2 separate regions of the Pan troglodytes genome follow, and region 1 is linked to region 2. A link is a contact called in public HiChIP or PLAC-seq data. All regions are on one chromosome and are shown on one strand. Each heading gives the region's core, a stretch centred on a gene start, on an enhancer-like site or on the middle of the called end of the contact. The rest is flanking DNA. Distances are from core to core; before and after follow the strand shown. Region 1 holds the start of ACAP2 (ArfGAP with coiled-coil, ankyrin repeat and PH domains 2). Region 2 holds the start of XXYLT1 (xyloside xylosyltransferase 1).

Region 1 (4,108 bases), core at 1,101-3,600, 180 kb before region 2:
TGGTGCATGCTTGTAATCCCAACTACTCGGGAGGCTGAGACAGGAGAATCACTTGAACCTGGGAGGCAGAGGTTGCAGTGAGCCAAGATTGTGCCACTGCCCTCCAGCCCGGGTGGTAGAGCAAAACTTCTTCTCAAAAAAAAAAAAAAAAAAAGATGAGGATAATAATATTGTGTTTCTTTTATTCTAAGACCCACTGCTCCCACCCCATCCCACTTTAATGTTTCTTTATTTAGGACCTATCTTAGAATTGACACCCCCAAATGCTTGCTTTATCACAGGGCAAGGAAGAAAAATTGTGACAGTGTTATCACTAACTGGGTATATGCAAATTTAGCCATCCACAGAAAGATGTTCACTTGATAATTAGCTTAGTTATTTGCCTTTGTGGTGCCATGCAGTTGAATATTAATTTGAACCCCAAAGTGTCACTTTAGGTATCTTCTAAAAGGCTACACTGTGATGAAGTATTAAAATAATAAGTTATTGTATATGCAGATTAGCTGTCACACATCAGGAACGCAACCAAATATAGGAGAGATTGCCAACTGTCTTAGTAAATTTGACATTGAAGTTACAATGTTAGGGAAGGTTGGCCTGACCACTAATTATGTGCTTGAGGACCCTGTACATTTAACAGTCAATAGTCTGTTTTTAGCTATCAAGAAAAGCTGTGTGGTTTCCAGGAATACACAATTAAAAAAGAAATCAAGTTTATAAGCAAAGAATAAATGAATATAATGCTTCTATATTCTCTGAAATGCCTCAGAATTATGCTGTTAATTTTCCCTTTTCCTTTTTTTTTTTTTTTTTTTGATACAGTGTTTTGCTCTGTCTACCCAGGCTGGAGTGCAGTGGCACAATCATGGCTCACTGCAGTCTTGACTTCCTAGGCTTAAGTGACCCTTCCACCTCAGCCTCATGAGTAACTGGGACTATAGGCATGTGCCTGGCTAATTTTTTGTATATTTTTGTTGAGTTGTAGAGACAGGATTTCACCATGTTGCCCAGGTTGTCTGGAACTCCTGGAGCAAGGAATCTGCTCACCTCGGCCTCCCAAAGTGCTGGGATTACAGGTGTGAGCCACCATGCCCTGTCTATACTGTTAATTTCTAAAGATGCTAAAGAGATCAAGATATCTCTTGATGGGTTACGAAAAACAGTATGTCATCATGCTATACTTAGCCAGACGGTCAGAAAGTTATATTAAGACTTTAGAAGGCTGGGTGTGTGGCTCACACCTGTAATCTCAGCATTTTGGGAGGCTGAGACAGAAGGATCACTTGAGGCCATGAGTTTGAGACCAGCCTGGGGAACGGAACGAAATTGTTTGTTTTTGAGACAAACAAAAACTTCAGACAGTGAAAGTGAGAGAACTTAGACTCAAGCCCTTTGATTATAGTACTGAAGAGGCAAATGGTACAATTAAAATAGCCAACATTTACTGAACGATCGATATGTGGCACTGTGTTAACCGGACAACTTCATCAGATCTGTGTGTTATGTTCATTTTAAAGTGAGAAAGCTGGGACCTAAATCCAGGAAGTTTGCCTCCAGATTCTCACTCAGAGCCACTATGCTGTTAGAACACCCTGCATATTCATTTTTATAGATACGCCCGTGTTTTTTAGGTTGGCTTAAAAATTACTCATTACATATAAGACATCTTTGTACTTTTTACGATCAATGGCATCTTAAAATCAAGGAGTATGGTAAATACCTGCCGTGAGGATCAGATGATAAGTATCTTAAAGTGCTTCTAGAAAAAGTGTGGATTAGAGGGGCAGGTGTTGCAAGGTGAGTACGATGAGCCTGGTCTTCAGAACCCCACCATGGCAGAACAGTGAGAACCACCAGGAGCAAAGTGTCAGTGAGGGGGAATGCTTTCTGCAGTTTTGCGGGGAGTTCCTCCACACGAAGCACCCTACCTCCCATACCTGCCGAAATCTTTCTATGTCCAACCCAAAAGGCAGCTCCTTCAGGAAGTGGTCTCTGGCTATATGAGAAGATGTACATGGGAGCAATTTCCAGATTATGAAGCTATGGAACAAATACATGAAAGATGGATTTTATCACTAAAGTTATCCTCGCTCCTCTCCTGGCCTCAGTTTCTCTAAACTGAAAGGAATAGTTGGCTTAGCCTATCTCTTCCTTTTATAATTTCTGCCTCTAACCTCTTCAGATTTCTGCCAATCTGCTTTGAAAAGCAAATTTCCTTCCTCAGACCTGCAGGAGGCTGCTCCTCTGGGCTGGCAGCTCAGCAGGGCGGGGCTCGGGGAGCAGGAGAAGAGGCGGGGGCTCGGAGGGAAGCGCGGCCGCAGCCACGTGACTTCCTTCCCAAGGAGCCTCAGCTGCCGGCCTCCCAGCAACCGGTGCGTCCCGCCTAGCGACGCCCGCGCATCCCGGTTGGCCCTCGGGGGCGGTTGTGGCAAGGAGGTGCCCACGGTCGCGCTGCTCATTGGCTCGGGGTGCCGTCGCTCAGACCCGTTGCCCGGGCGCCCGCAGGCGGTGCTGCCGGATGCCCCGCCCCTTGGCCGCCAGGTTCGTGGCTGGCTGGCCGCTGCTGTCACTCCCCGGCCGTTTCCCTGCGGCCAGCGCTCTACTTGGGGCGGGAGGAAGAGGGGCCGGACTGGGGCCTGACTAGTCGTCGCCGTCTTCGCGGCTGCTATGACCAGCGGGCGAGGCGCCCTTCGCAGCTCCGCGCAACGCTAGTCGCGGCCGTGCGCCCGCGTAGCCGTCTGCGTCCCCAGCGCGGCCGCTCCCGCGGCCCCCTCGGCTTTGCCAGCGCCGCCTGCGAGGCGGAGGCAGGATGAAGATGACTGTGGATTTCGAGGAGTGTCTGAAGGACTCGCCCCGCTTCAGGTAACCGGCACGGCCGCCCGGCGTCACCGCGGAGCTGCCTTCCCGGCGCTGGGGGCGTGAAAGCCGGGCCCGCGCACCCTGAGGAGGCCCCTCCGTCCGCTCCTTCCGACGGGGCGAGCGGCCGTTGCCGCCGTTTCCCACCCTGCGAGGGCACTGCAGTCCCCACCGAGCCCTCCCGAGGGGCGACGAAGTGGCGGGGACGGGGACGGGGACGTCGCCTCTCATTTCTTTCCTTGCCCTCTGCCGGGGCGGAGCGCCCCGAAGGCCGGCGCACCCTCTCCCGCTGGGGGAAATGGGGTGCAGCCGCGCTCCCGAAGTCCCGTCCCCTTCGCGGGCGCTCGCTCTCGCCCCCTTCCTCCTCTGGCTGCTCTTCCTTCCCCCTTCCTTCCGCCCCTTCTTGGTTTCCACCCCCTCCCCACCCCCTCTTTGAGGGAGCTTTCAGGGCATCCTCTTGCAGTTCATTTAGTTCCTCTTTGCGCTTTTCTGCCCCCCTTCCCCGCGGAGGAGACAGTAGGGGGCGAACTGGGACGCCGACTTCTGCTTCGCGGTGCCCCCGGCCAGAGCGACTCTCCGGAGGGCGCCCGCGGTGGATGCGTGCGGGAATCGCGGGGGGAAGCGCTGTGATCAACCGCATTCCGTGGACCCTAGTTGGTGACTACCGCTTTTCTTTCCACTTAAGCTCGTTGAAGGGGGCACAGCTGTCGAGAGGTACCGGGCTGAGGGCGGAGGACTAGCAGAAAAGTGCATTTCTGTTTTGAGAACGGAAGTAGGAGGGCCGTGAAGATTGCCTGTGTGTTCCTCTTCCAGCAGCCTCTGCCCAGGAGGGCCCGGATCACAGTCGGATGCTCCCAGTGGATCTGTCACAGAGTTGACATGGGGGCACTCCGATTCACATGGGCTGCCCTTCTCTCTATGTGAGAGGCGGTCGTCCTGAGGCCGTCCAGGACACAGGTTCTTTCTGTTTTGAGTATGGTAGGAAAGTCTTGAGTTGTTTTGGACAATGCAGTTTTTCTAGGTTGCGTTTTACAGTGTATTTATTTACAGGGCTGGTCATAGTCCTTACAAATATAAGGCCTTAACACTTCCGTTAGATAGTGACATTTCTTGAAGCTTCCTCTGAGCATTGGCGTGTGTGTGCCCGCTAATGTCTGGGCCAAGCCTGGATTGTAAATTGCATCCTCTGCCTGGGAACTAACTGTTCTCATCCTTAACACTGTTAATTGGATTTCTTATTCTCCTTTCAGCG
Region 2 (4,151 bases), core at 939-3,438:
TAGATCGTGCAAATCAGAATTCACATAAGTTCCATACGTTGCAGTTGGTGAATATGTTTCTTAGTCTCTATAGGTTTTTTTTCCCATTTGTTACCATTACTATTTTTTTTTGGAATTGGGGTCTCGCACTGTCATCCAGGCTGGAGTCCTGTGGCGATCGTAGCTCACTGCAGCCTTGGACCCCTGAGCTCAAGTGATCCTCCCACCTCAGTCTCCCACATAGCTTGGAGTACGGGTATGAGCCACCTCACCCATTTGTTAGTTTTTTAAATTTCCACCTGCAGTTTGTTGAAAACATCACTTTTAATGACTGCATTATTTTAGCTTTAACCACTTTATTGATGACCATTTGATTCTGATTTTTTGCCATCATGAACCTAGCTTTGCTTTATTTTTATGTTTGCTTTTTGAGACAGGGTCTCGCTCTCTTTCCCCAGGCTGGAGTACAGAGGCACAATCTCGGCTCACTGCATCCTCTGCCTCCTGGGTTCAAGCGATTCTCTTGCCTCAGCCTCTCGAGTAGCTGGAATTACCGGTGTCCGCCACCACACTGCCTTTTTTTTTTTTTTTTTTTTTTTTTTTTTGAGACAGAGTTTTGCTCTTGTCGCCCAGGCTGGAGTGCAGTGTTATGATCTCGGCTCACTGCAACCTCCACCTCTCAGGTTCAAGCGATTCTTCTGCCTCAGCCTCCTGAGTAGCTGGGATTACAGGCGCCCGCCACCATGTCTGGCTAATTTTTTGTATTTTTAGTAGAGACGGGGTTTCGCCATGTTGGGCAGGCTGGTCTCGAACTCCTGGCCTCAGGTGATCTGCCCTCCTCAGCCTCCCAAAGTGCTAGGATTACAGGCGTGAGCCACCATTCCCGGCCTAAGCCACCATGCTTGGCCTTGCTTTTTTCTTATGGTTAAATATTTTGAACATTCTTAAATTATTAGTAAGATTTTCTAGAAATAAAAATGCTGTTTCAATGGTTGAGTATATTTTTGAGACTCATCCAATGTGGTAGGCACCGTGTTAGGTACTGGGTATACTGTGGTTAATAAAAAACAAATGTATATTGTTCTCTTGGAGTCACGTGTTCTTGCAATGAAGAAAGATGAGACTAGGGTAGTACATATATTTAGGTGGCCCTCACAGAATTACTGAGGATGGCACTTAGCCCAGACACTGGATAGGAGGTATTTAGAGATCATTTGTGTAGGTAGTGACATGTAAGCCAAGGTCTGAAGCAGAGAGGTTGGATAATCCATGCAACCTTACAATGTGGAAATGACTCAACAGGAAAAACCGTTTACCTAATCTCTGGTCAGAAATCAGAGAACTTGGCCAAAGAACTGAAGGGTTACTGTAGTTACTCAAGTTCTTTGTCTATTTAGACAGCATGCACAGCACTTGCACGTGTTTACTTAAAAACTACTGGTATAGCCTCAATTCTTAGAAGACTGAAGTTAGTACGTTTTTATCTAGTTAGCAGTGTGCAACTGCCTAGGGTCAAAACTGCTACTGGCTAGCTGTGTGACTTTGGGCACGTGACCTCGGCGTGCAAAACTCCCTGGTACTCTCAAGGAGGCTCTTGATAAAGTGTTAAAAGTCTGTTTATAAAACAAAAGTGGATGAATGTCGCCCTCCAGGGCTTTGCGGTGCTGGGGCTCGGGGAGCAGCCTCGCAGGTTCGTGCGGGCGGCGGGGGCCCCCTGCTGGCCACATCCTCCAGCCTCCCTCCGCTCGGCCTCCGGCGCGACGTGCGGCCCGGGCCATTTCCTCCCAGGGCGGGGGAAAAGGGAGGAGCTGCCGGTTTAAATTGCCTAGCTGCAGCTCGTGTGCAGGGAGAGGCCGAGACGGCTTAAAGCCTCCAAGAAATTGAGGGAAAAAAGGTGCAGAGACTAAAGTTTTACCTCTTGGTGCCTCCAGCTTCGCTTTTGGCTAACCTAAGTTCCTCTGTTCGGGCGCCTCCATTCCCTTCAAGACTCAGCTTGGATATCCTCTGGGGCTCGCCGCGTAGGGCGCCATTTCTCAGCCGGGACAGCGGGCCAGCCCTCAGCACGCTGGAGTCCGGAATCCGCCCCTCCCAACGCCGGGCGCCGGATCCCACCCTAACCCCTCCTCTAATACCCTTGGAACCTAGGACCCAGCGGTTTCGGCACGCCCGGCCCCGCCCCTCCGCGCACCGGCACCCGCGATTGGCTCCAGGCGGCGCGGCCCCGCCCCTGCCATGGCCGCCGCCTGGCGCCGGGGCTAAGTGGCCGCCGGCGTCCGGGTACCCGAGGGCTCTCCCGCGTTGCTGGCACCGCTGGCGCCGCGGCCTCGTAGCGCATGGGCCTCCTCCGAGGCGGGCTCCCATGCGCTCGGGCCATGGCGCGCCTGGGCGCTATACGCTCCCACTACTGCGCCCTGCTGCTGGCCGCGGCGCTGGCCGTCTGCGCCTTCTACTACCTCGGCTCAGGCCGGGAGACCTTCTCCAGCGCCACCAAGAGGCTGAAGGAGGCCCGCGCCGGGGCTCCCGCCGCGCCCTCGCCGCCCGCGCTGGAGCTAGCGCGGGGCTCCGTGGCGCCAGCCCCCGGCGCGAAGGCCAAGAGCTTGGAGGGCGGCGGTGCCGGGCCGGTGGACTACCACCTGCTGATGATGTTCACCAAGGCGGAGCACAATGCCGCGCTGCAGGCCAAGGCCCGCGTCGCGCTGCGCTCACTGCTGCGTCTCGCCAAGTTCGAGGCGCACGAGGTGCTTAACCTTCACTTCGTGAGCGAGGAGGCCAGCCGCGAGGTGGCCAAGGGCCTGCTGCGGGAGCTCCTGCCGCCCGCCGCTGGCTTCAAGTGCAAGGTGAGCGGGCCGCGGCTGGGGACTCCCGGTGGGTGGCCCACCCCATCCTAGGCGAGGTCAGTGCGCGCTCCCGGAGGGGATCCGGGGAACTAGCGGGTAGGATCTTCCCTGAGCTGCCCGCTTGCAGTGTAGTGTTCACAACTTGCGGGAGGTCTCGTTCGGGGGCGTGTCCGGGAGCCAGACGCCCTCAGCTGGTGCTGAGGAGTGGAGCTGCGTTTTTAATGACCGCCTCGTTTTCCTCTCCCCCAGTTAAGTGCAGCCCCCAGGAGATTCCGCGCGCCCCCATTTTGCTAACGTTGCAGGGTTCAGCACTGCCTTCAGAGTCTGCACCTCTGTTTATGTTCCTCAGTTTTTGACTGATGAGGATGGGACTGGTCACCAGTAGTCATCCTGAGCAACTGGAGAGGGCCTTGGTGAGGCCTCTGGAAGTGTTGAAGTTGCAGTGACACTTCTCATTGCTCTTAAGGTATTTCAGTAGGATCTGGTCAAACTCATTGTGAACCATCTTATCTCCTCTCTGTGTCCCTTTTCCCCCTTCCTCCAAGGGTCATGAACCCATTTAGAGAAGCCTGGAGTTCCTCCGAATGAGGAAGAGAAAGCTCAAGAGGAACAGATATGATCTGGGGAGAGCACAGCTGGTCGCCTTGTCCCAGGCTGGACCAATCTGCCTCCATGACAGCTTCCATCTCTGTTTATCATCTCTCTTCACTGCCTGGCTCTCCTTGTCTGAGATGTGTTCCTGACATAGTGTGAATTGCCTAGGTCAAATTGCTTGTTTGATTTTGACCTAATAGTTGTACAGAGGGGATCCGAGGCCAGATTTTAAGGAGTAGTAGGTAATATTAAAGGGTGGAGACTGATGTTGGTTGGGGAAGCATGCTGAGGCAGGAGTTGTGTTATGTGAGTGACTAGGGGAGCTGCTGCCAGGATCCTACAGGCTTCGGGAGTCTGTGATAGCTCCTTGTTGCCTACGGAGTGAAGTCCCAGTTTATTGGTAGGGCTGTTGTGTTGTGAGCCTGGTCCACTTCTCTGGCTTCACCTCTCCTGCTTTGTCTACATGCACCTCATACCTTAGCTATGTATGGAGTGGGCCTTATACATGCTGTACTGTCTGCCCACAGTGTCCTCTTGGGCCCTTGGCCATTCTTTACTCAGCTTTCACCTCTCCTGAGAAAGTCTCTAGACCCTGGGACCTCTGAAGGTCCTCTCTGGAGGAGGAACCTGGCAACCTGTCCCAGGTGATCCTAACGACCCTAATATTTGAGAAACTTTGCACTAGTTCAGGGTAGAAAACTGAGGGCCCTTGGCCATAGGGTCAGTCTGGGCAGATCTTGG

The links. HiChIP or PLAC-seq counts read pairs in DNA pulled down with a chosen protein or histone mark.
Region 1: a contact with region 2 is called in an H3K4me3 HiChIP or PLAC-seq map of stem cell-derived excitatory neurons, with 3 times the contacts expected there. The contact joins the promoter of ACAP2 here to the promoter of XXYLT1 in region 2. A contact is called at or near these places in 1 of 7 Hi-C or Micro-C datasets (stem cell-derived neural progenitor cells) and 1 of 1 datasets of contacts at active chromatin or transcription factors (stem cell-derived excitatory neurons).

The regions. Positions count from the first base shown.
Region 1 is chr2:198,632,474-198,636,581 of NHGRI_mPanTro3-v2.0_pri, reverse strand. ACAP2 (ArfGAP with coiled-coil, ankyrin repeat and PH domains 2) reads left to right here and starts at 2,350. Exons shown (of 24, transcript XR_010155408.1): 1 at 2,350-2,862.
Region 2 is chr2:198,456,282-198,460,432 of NHGRI_mPanTro3-v2.0_pri, reverse strand. XXYLT1 (xyloside xylosyltransferase 1) reads left to right here and starts at 2,188. Exons shown (of 4, transcript XM_516961.7): 1 at 2,188-2,816. The coding sequence starts at 2,313.